Linked DNA regions of Mus musculus: all the other regions are linked to region 2. A link is a contact called in public HiCAR-type and promoter capture Hi-C data. All regions are on one chromosome and are shown on one strand. Each heading gives the region's core, a stretch centred on a gene start, on an enhancer-like site or on the middle of the called end of the contact. The rest is flanking DNA. Distances are from core to core; before and after follow the strand shown. Region 1 holds the start of Pbdc1 (polysaccharide biosynthesis domain containing 1). Region 2 holds the start of Hdac8 (histone deacetylase 8). Region 3 holds the start of Igbp1 (immunoglobulin (CD79A) binding protein 1).

What was found. Promoter capture Hi-C pulls out the DNA fragments that hold promoters and counts their contacts. HiCAR-type assays count read pairs that join an accessible place to other places.
Region 1: a HiCAR-type map of astrocytes shows a contact between it and region 2, with 3 times the contacts expected there. The contact joins the promoter of Pbdc1 here to the promoter of Hdac8 in region 2. A contact is called at or near these places in 1 of 39 promoter capture datasets (liver) and 1 of 115 datasets of contacts at active chromatin or transcription factors (astrocytes).
Region 3: a contact with region 2 is called in a promoter capture Hi-C map of pre-B cells, with 4 times the contacts expected there. The contact joins the promoter of Igbp1 here to the promoter of Hdac8 in region 2. A contact is called at or near these places in 3 of 39 promoter capture datasets (the C10 cell line, liver and pre-B cells).

What each region holds. Positions count from the first base shown.
Region 1 is chrX:105,078,319-105,081,711 of GRCm38.p6, reverse strand. Pbdc1 (polysaccharide biosynthesis domain containing 1) reads right to left here and starts at 1,956. Exons shown (of 6, transcript NM_026312.5): 1 at 1,869-1,956; 2 at 1,693-1,758; 3 at 282-341. The coding sequence starts at 1,898.
Region 2 is chrX:102,503,487-102,506,499 of GRCm38.p6, reverse strand. Hdac8 (histone deacetylase 8) reads left to right here and starts at 1,342. Exons shown (of 11, transcript NM_027382.4): 1 at 1,342-1,546; 2 at 2,049-2,101. The coding sequence starts at 1,436. Gm32262 (a long non-coding RNA gene) reads right to left here. Exons shown (of 14, transcript XR_003953070.1): 14 at 1,174-1,921.
Region 3 is chrX:100,492,407-100,495,600 of GRCm38.p6, reverse strand. It overlaps Igbp1 (immunoglobulin (CD79A) binding protein 1), which reads right to left and starts at 1,310. Exons shown (of 6, transcript NM_008784.3): 1 at 1,045-1,310; 2 at 403-696. The coding sequence starts at 1,235. It also overlaps a transcript of Awat2 not described here.

The sequences.
Region 1 (3,393 bases), core at 707-3,206, 2.6 Mb before region 2:
TCAGTCCTAGTATTGCCTGGCTCTTGTTCTGTGACCATTCATTCAGGAGACATATAAGTGTCTGTTACTCTTGGGCCAGGCATCTTCCCTCCCGGTAGCAAACAAGAGGGGGCAGACAAGCAGAACTTCTCATCATCAAATTCATTTCTACCCTTGTTCCCTGGGTTCGGTAGTTAAAACAACACGGAAAACTTAACAATTTACGTTGCTGAGAACCGTGATTAGCATAGCATCATACACTAAAATTACATACTGATTTCAGCTTAATGATGACAACTCACTTTATAATAGACTTCAGCATGCTGCATTGCTCGAATGGCCCAAGCCATTTCAATATCAGGCTGTAAAAGAGAAAGAACATCAGTTCAGAAATCTCAGTCCTGCAAAGGATAAGAAATTAAGACATCTTGCTAAATCTCAAGAAGTCTACAGAAAATGTTGCTGTCAGGGATAAAAACTGAATAAGTGGATTTGGCGATATAAATCTTTCGTCCCAACGGTGACCAAAAGAAACTGTCAATACAGAATAACAAAAACAATGAACTGCTGGGCAGTGGTGGCGCACACCTTTAATCCCAGCACTTGGGAGGCAGAGGCAGGCAGATTTCTGAGTTCGAGGCCAGCCTGATCTACAGAGTGAGTTCCAGGAGAGCCAGGGCTACACGGAGAAACCCTGTCTTGAATAAACCAAAAACAAACAAAAAAAAACCCAATGAACTACTGGACATCTTTTTCTCCAGCATCAAGTGATAACTATTATACTAAATGAAATAAAAATACAATTTATCATTACATATGTAATATATATTGTATTATATAAAAAATTAAACGTAACTTACATTAATATACCCACTTACATACATCAGAGTTGTTGGGAGGACAAAAATACATGTGAAACTATTTTTCACTTTCCTGAGTGTAGCAATGCTATAGTCATCATTTGTCTTTATCAGATAGCCAATTTTCCATTCTGTAAAACTCCAGAACAAATGATGTAGCTAAATTATATATAAGCATATCTGAACAAGTACCCACTGGACTTTCCTTTTTCATCCTGCCTGCTGTCCCCTTCATGATGCCAGAAAAATCCATCTACACATGCACCTCCCACCTTAGACCAAGACATTTTCCTACCTTTGAATCTATATTTTCTGTCCACTTATACTTTGAGGATCCAGTTCCAGTGACATTTCCCAGATGTAATCTACTGCCTCCATCCTTAAAAATCTCTCCTGCTAAGCCCTTTCCATCCTATTGCTTGAACCACTCATCTAGTACACATTACATCCTGACTGCTATCTCTGTCGTCTTTTTCTTCCCTTATCTCCCGACATTTGTACAGAGGTCCAAATGACACACACCACAAACCGGTGCCACTTTACCGCGCAGTGCAATCATTCATTTTAAAGGTTCTCTAAAAACTACTATGTTTTAGCTCTTCTTCCCCCAGACATTATGACTTGATCTGCTGTGGGCTGTAATCTGGTTGTGCCTCTGGTGCTGTGGCTTCCCAGGTGGTTTCTAAATCATAGAAAGTTAGCGACTCACTTTCACGTGGTCTAAAGTACTACAATTACACTGACTTGAAGGTACTATTTTCGGCTGAGGTGGGAAAGTCTGAAGATATCAAACAGTAAAGGAGCTTATAATTTAAAGCTGGGTGGGCGGGAAGTTGAGGTGAGTCATACTCACGTCGTTGCCATATGACTCCGGAGGGTGAGAGAGCGCATGGGCGATGGACAACGCTTCCCCAGAGACCTGAGGAGAAAAAAAAAAGCGGAGCTGAATGAGCGATTCTTTGACTCCTTGGGCCGCTCACCACCCCATCTCCACTTAGGTATTTAACCAACTCCAGAGTAGTATCTCACCGGCTCTTCGCTTTCGCCGGCAGCATCCATGTCGCCGCTAGGTAAGTGCGGCTTTCTCGTCCCGGAAGTGACCTGTTGCGCGCGCTGCTTTCACAGTTAACTGAAAGCAATAGGGCGGAAACAGAGACCAGTTTCTCCGTCTGCGCCTGCGTGCGCCCTCCCTCTGCAGAGGAAGCGGTGGCTCCGCCTTATCCGGGCCACGCAGGCGCCAGCGAACGCGTGTTGTTACCTAGCAACACTGTTCCTCTAGCCTAGGTGATAGAATATTCAATAAATCAATGGGGAAAATAAGTTATATGAAAAAAAAAACATTTTTAAACGATGCTGTTATTAAATCCCTTGTGTGCCGTGTTTCCAGTTCACGCGCGCGCAAACACACACACACACACATACGCCCGCCTTAACCACTTACAAGCAAGGTTCTAGAAGCAGGACGGTGGAATTCTGGGATGAAGAAGAAGAATTTGCTACCTGTTTTGGAAGAACTAGCAGAGTGAGGTAACAACGAGGTGTGCTTCATTATACACTGTGGGAGCATACCTGAGCTGAGTCATGATGGGTGCTTAACCAAGCAGGTCAGAAAGACTCAAGACAGAGGGAACGTGCATGGGCAGAGGTATTAGTGAAAAGGCATTAGAATATCTTGCAAAGAACAATCTAGCTGGAACAGATTGCAGTCAAGAGCTTTGTACGGTGAATTTTAATGAGATGAGAATTAAAAAAAAAAAAAAAAAAAAACCACAAGTCAAGGGGTTTTTGTTTTTGTTTTGGATTGGCATTTGTTTGTTTGAGACTTCTCCACTCTCATTTCCACAGAAGCTGTTCGAGTTTGGAATCTCACCAAAAGTGAACAAGAATTCCCATTCCCACATCCTCACCAAAATTTCTTATCAGTTGTTTTCTTGACCTTAATCTTTCTAAATTGGGGTAACATGAACCTCAGAGTTGTTTTAATTGGCATTTCCCTAATTGCTATAGATGCTAAAGTTTTAACGATAATCCTTAGCCAATTTTTCATCTCTTTTTTGGTTTGTTTTTGTTTTTTGCGTTTTTTTGTTTTTGTTTTTTGGGGTTTTTTGTTTGTTTGTTTTTTTGTTTGTTTTGTTTTGTTTTTCTGAGAATTCTCTATTCAGATCTGGAGCTGCCCCCTCCCTCCAGCCATTTTAAACTGGATCCTTGGCTTTCTGGAATCCTTTTTTTTTTTTTTTTTTTTTCCTTCCTATATTCTGGATAGTTTATCAGATGAGTAGCTGCCAAATATTCTCTCCCACTATGGGCTTCCTCTCTATTAGCTTATTGTTCCATTTTCTGTACACAAGTATTTTAGTTTTATGAGGTCTTCTTTGTTAATTGTTTGCCTTAATTCATAATTGAATGGAGTCCCGCTCAAAAGTCTCTTGCTACACCTATATGTTGTAGGGCTTCACCCATCTATTCTTATAGCAGTTCCAGCTTTACAGGTTTCACATTGATCTATTTGATCCATTTCAAGTTGATTCTAGTTCAGGGTAATGCATTCAGAATG
Region 2 (3,013 bases), core at 93-2,592:
TGGAGAACAAATGCATATCTCTCTCTCTCTCTCTCTCTCTCTCACACACACACACACACACACACACACACACACACACACGTACATACCTCAAGATTGCAAGAATATTAAGTATTGGGATACTAAATCGAATATTGACCACAGGTATAGCAGAAAGTCAACCTGGAAGCATCAAATTCACATAGTAAAAGGAGTATTTAGGTTTTGGGTGTTAGGTAGAGCTAATTTTGGATTGTTTTCCTACCTCAGTGTGTGACCGAGAATAGTTTTTACCCTCCAAAGTACATCTGCAAAGTGGACATGTTACAGCTTGCGTCATAGAACTGTTGAAAGGATTAAGATAATATCCAAAGTGCTTATCACGAAACAAAAGTTTAAAGCAAGCTTGTCTTTTAAAGAAAGTACAAATCTGGGCCTGTCTCGGAGGCCTCAGTGTGTCAGTTGAGGATGGTCTGAGTGCTGGGAGTCTGGGAATTGACCAGCTAGGCTCAGATCTTGTAGGCATCCAGAACCCCCAAACTTCTGGTGGAAATAACACTGCCTGGGGACACACTAACACCCTGTACACCAAACCTAAAACATTTGCCCTAACCGTTGTTTAGCTTCAGAAGCAAATGAAAGAAAAAGTGGCTGTGTGTTGGGGGATGGGGGAGGTGTGTTTTCCCACTACTTGGGAGAGAACCCTTGCTTTTCATCACATGAAAGCTCCACAGTCCCTGTCTCAGTTTTAGGAAGGTGACATCGGGTTTGTCAGAGTGGATTATTGGAGAGGCTGTTAATCTCTTTCAGACAGTGATGAAAAGTAGCGAACTAAAGTTGCAGCACGAAATTTACTCTGTAAACATTTCAAACAATCCTCAGCCTTAGCACCATTAGCTAATGTAGCTGGGTGGTGGTCTTGCCTGCTATTGAATGTATAGTTTACCTCTATTTAAATATTTAAATGATATTTGCAGTTTGAAAACTTAAAAGAGTTCAGACTCTTAGCGCCAAAACTTGAAACCACGTTTTTTTAGTGTTTAGCTGTGTTTCTTTCTGTTACCATACTCCTTTAAAACTACATCTCCCAGCATGCTTTGGAGCTGGTCTGACCTCATTTCAAATGGCCCCGTAGGGCAACAAGGCTGGTTACTTTTGACCGTGCTACTTGTGCCATGAAAAAATTGATCCCAATTGGCAGTTATTTGGTTTTTATATCTGTCAGGCACCTTTTTTGAACTGTGGTCATCAGTAGAAGGCATCTGGTCTGGAAGGGCCCATCCATCCCTGTAGTTGGACGAGGGACCAGGGAAACTGTCTCCGGCGATCTAAATAGGAGGGAATGTTGACAAGGGAGCACCGCTGGGGCTGAACAGAGGAGCAGGAACTGGAGCTCAGGCTGAGTCTGAAAACTGTTGGCTCCAGACTTTGGCTCGCGGACGGTTGGAAGTGGGAGATGGAGATGCCAGAGGAACCCGCCAACAGTGGGCATTCACTACCCCCGGTTTATATTTACAGTCCCGAGTATGTCAGCATCTGCGACTCCCTTGTGAAGGTCCCCAAACGGGTAAGAGAGGTCTGGATCAAAGACCACGGTTTGCGGGGATGGGGGTGGGAGGGTGTGAAAGGGAGTACATTAGGAAACGAGAAAACTGGACTGAAGGATACCTTCAGCAAAAATGTAACTAGCAGTGCCAGGCACGCCAAGCCGAGCAGAAGGAAGTGGTTCATTACCTTCAGAGAGCGCAGTGGGGCATCCAACGCTCGAGTGGGGGCGGGGGGCGGGGGAGGGGAAGGATTGGCGCAGAGGTGAGCGGAGTTACCAATAGGGGGTCCTGGACCACAAACTGTTAGGAGAGAGTATTCCATCACTTGCGTTAGTAAAGCTGGGGAGCTTCGAATCTTGGCGATTTTGAGACTCTGTGTTTGTCTTAAGTGTATTCTGTTAAAGTGACAGAAGGGAGAAGAGAGAAAGTAGTTAGTTCTCCGCGCAGGCTGTTGTTGTTAATGGCATTTCAGTACATTGAACCTTAAGGAGACTGCTCTGCCTTTCTTTGATGCTGTTTCAGGCCAGTATGGTCCACTCTCTGATCGAAGCCTATGCCCTGCATAAACAAATGAGGTAAGTGCGTTGACCTTTCTGAACATGATCATTTCTGAGGGCAGGCGTGTTCATAGCCTTAACACCTTGTCTCCTCCCAGTGGGACTAACCAGCGAGAAATGCTGCGTTCAAAAAAAAAAAAAAAAAAAAGCTTGTGTGGGAGTGGGGTGTTCATAGTCTTTGTTAGATGCTTGTACCGCCGGGAAAGCTTGAGAACAGTTGGGAAAGGCACACGAAGGGGTTAAGATCCCTTAGAAAAGAGACTTTGCTTCTAGACATGTGAGGAGGTGTTAAGCTGGAAAATGTTTTGTTTTATATTTGGTCTGGATTTTGTTTGTTTTCTAAAGCTAGATTTGGGGATGTGGGTTCAATTTGAGACTTAGATCTGCTACCCCACCCCCATCACCACCAAACTTTAACCTGGTCTCTGTTGACCACACAAGTAAAGCTAGCTACATCCTTCTCAAAAACAAGCCAAAAACAAGCTTTCTGTTGATTGCCAATTCTATATTTAATGTCATAAATGAAAGTATTATGGACCTGGCACATGTCAAATCAGGTTTTCTCATTACTGACCAACTACGTGACTGGCTAGATCACCTAATGCTGCATTTTCTTCACAGAAAGTAATATAATAGGTTTTCATATTTTATTCTTAGTATTAAGTCATTTTTAGTGTGTACATTCTTTTGGAATGTGTTGTTGTTTTGAGACAGAGTCTCACTGTGTAGTTCTGGCTAGCCAAGAACTGTTAACATCAACCAGGCTGGCCTTGAATTTACCAAGAACCACCTGCCTTGCCTCCCAGGTGCAGGATCAGCAGGTTTGCAGCACCATACCCTTCTAGGAATGTTTTCCTCCCTATGCTTAATTCCTATGGTCATCAAAATAACTACTTGTCTTTCCTTAAAAGTATTTTAACACTTTTCTGA
Region 3 (3,194 bases), core at 61-2,560, 2.0 Mb after region 2:
CTGTATGCATTCTGAACAGAATTGCTCAGTAAATAGTTCAAGATATTGTGTACTTTTGAAATATTTACCCCATACAAACAGCATTATGCAGTGACATGGAAAAGGTTGTGGTATACTTTGATCAACCTAATGGTTAGAATAACACTGCTACTAGTGATGACCCTAAGGTGTGTGTTGAGGGGCTGGGGGGGTGGTCCTGAAGTTTTAGCACAACCCCCTCAACAATGGCACAAAGGCTTGTTAAGATTCAGGAAAGTTTGCTTTCACCAGGGTCTATGTTCATTAAGAACCAAGAAAATAAAATACACTATTCTGTAGTACACACACACACACACACACACACACACCACACAAACACATGCACCCCCAACTACAGCCCTCAAATTACAGCCATTGACCCACCTCTCTATTTTAGCCTGTCTTTGAGATGCCATAGCAACGAGATTTGGATAGGCCATGGAGGAGCTAGCAGTATTATTTTCAGCTGAGTTAGTCTTGGTTTGGGGTAGCTGAAACTCTGCCACATGATAGCAATGACACTGAGTTAAGAAATGTACGAAGTGTTCTCGAGCCCGCTGCAAATGATCTAGACGCTTGCTGGGGTTGACTTGTTTCATGGTGAGGGCTCCTTGCAACGCTGGCACCATCAGGTACTTCAGGTCGGTGGAAGCAATCTCTTCCAGATCTTCATTTCGGCTGCAAAGAGCAAAGAGGAGGCCGTGAAGCCTGGTTGAGCATTAAGCCGTGGCCCCTGCTTCTAGGGAAGAATAGGGCTGGGAGAGAGTGGTGCAAAGACATTGGCCAGATTAAAAAGAAAGTGGCTGAGCTTGCATACCCAAGGACCAGGCAGTCAGCCGTACACGAGGGAGCATTGTTCTGGGATATTAAGCATCTCAGAAGAAAAGTGGAGAATGGAAAGAATGTACACGGGTGAACAAGTAGGAACCGCGCGGTTTTAGCCTTAAAGGTCCTTTCCACCCAAGTGCAATGGCTCTGCCCTTGCTAGCCATTCCTTCTCTGCGGTTCCTGCCCTCTCCCCCGTACCTGAACAAATCAAGCTGCGATAACATTCCAGCAGCCTTCTCAAGGAGTTCTAGTCCTTTGGACACCTTATCCTGGATTGTTCGGGAGCCGGTGGGTTCAGTTGCTACTTCCACGTCCTCCAGAAGTTTTTTGCTTGTTTCAAAGAGCTCCGGAAGCCGCGGCAGCAGTAACTCGTCTTCAGACGCTGCCATCTTGTGGAAAGAAAGAAACCCGGAAGAATTTCTACCGAAGTCAAAGGTAAACTCCATAAAGACGAGCCCTAAAGCTCTCACGACACAGGAAGCAGTAGTGCATTGGCCAGCGACTTGTTACCAAAGCTTCCCAAATGACTTCTGGGAATCGCAGTTTTCTGGCCCTGGCAACCGTTTCCAGGGACTCATTTTCAGCCAGCCGCTTGTTTTAAAGTCGTCTGTGCTGTTTTACTAAAGATGGGCTCCACGTGGCCAGAAGTGGACTTGCAAGTTCCTAGTACTCTGAGGCACAGGAGTGGCGGGGCTGATTTCCAAACTCCAGCCAGCGTGAGTAGGCGAACGTGTTCCATGCTTGGAGAACCACGAGCCTGCTATGCCAGAGAAGTCAAGTCGTTCCCCCAAGGAAAGTCCTGCTAGTCAGCGGCCACTCTCTCGGTTTCCGGGTCTGCTTACCCTAGAGGACGTGAAGTTGTAAGTCGCGCTCTCGATCAATGCCCACCCACCGCGCCACAACCTTCTGTCCCCTATACACTCGAACACCCTTTGAGCCAGCACCCTGTGAAACCTTTCTCTTTGATCAGGAACATTTGAAAACTTGCAACTCCTATCTACCAACAGCCGGCTGCCTTCCTTTCTTGGAACTTTCTTTCCAGGTCACACTTCTATGCAGTCTTTGGTTCTCTCCCCATATACTGTGCCTTTCACCTCGCCGTTCGGATTTCTTCTGTGCACGCATACAGCACGGACCACACTGCATTAATAGCTAGTGTTTTATAAAATCTCCCTTCCAGAATGATTATGAGCCATCTTAGCACCTCCTCTGGCTATCCTTCATACTGAAGTTACCCAGAGTCATGATATATAAATAGAAAAATAAAGCGATCTCTTTGGAAATCAGCTCAGCTTTGCAGATACTAGATGGCTGGCTACCTAGTGCTCAGGTGTGCTTATCTTAAATTTAGATGTGTTGTAAAAGTAAATTACAGGTCAGATTTTGATTATATAATCAAAACATGTAAAAATATCTCAACGCTTTGACTATATGTTGAATGATAATATTTTTGAGACAGGGTCTTTTGTAATCCAGTCTGGCTTTGAAGCGCGATGGCCTTTACCTTCCAATCCCATGTGCAGGGATTACAAGAGCGTGTCACCACATTTGGTTCCTAGGGATTGAACTCAGGGCTTTGTGCATTCTACACAAGCGCTCTACCAGTTGAACCACACACACCCAATAATAGTATTTTAGTATATTCAGTTATGCGTTCTTAAATTTTCTTTGTTTTTAAAAATAGATGCCAACTATTTTTTTTGTTATTATTTTTTTGTTGTTGTTTTGAAACAAGTTCTCAAACTTGCTATGTAGGTAAGGATGATATTGAACTTGAGATCCATGGTTTCTACCTCCTGAGTGATGGTTACACCTGCAAAGTAGTACAGTCATACACGTGGTTTATGCTGGGGATTGAACATAGAGCCAGCCTTGTGCTACCTACACAGAACTCTACCAACTGAGTTACATTCCTGGTCCAATCTGCAAGAAAAGTTGAAGCAAACGTATTTAAAATGTATTATTAGTTATTGGATTGTGCCTGGGTTGTATGCGTATTTGGGCACACATGCCATGGCACACATGTTGAGGTTAGGGAACAGCCCTATAGAGTCAGTTCTCTCTTTTCATCTTTATGTGGACTCTAGGAATCGAATTTAGGTTACCAGGTTTGTGCATCAAGTGCCTGTACTTGCCATCTGGCTTGTACTGGCTGGTTTTGTGTGTCAACTTGACACTAGTTGGAGTTATCACGGAGAAAGGAGCTTCAGGTGAGGAAATGCCTCCATGAGATCCAGCTGTAAGGCATTTTCTCAATTAGTGATCAAGGGGGAAAGGCCCCTTGTGGGTGGTGCCATCTCTGGGCTGGTAGTCTTGGCTCTATAAGAGAGCAGGCTGAGCAAGCCAGG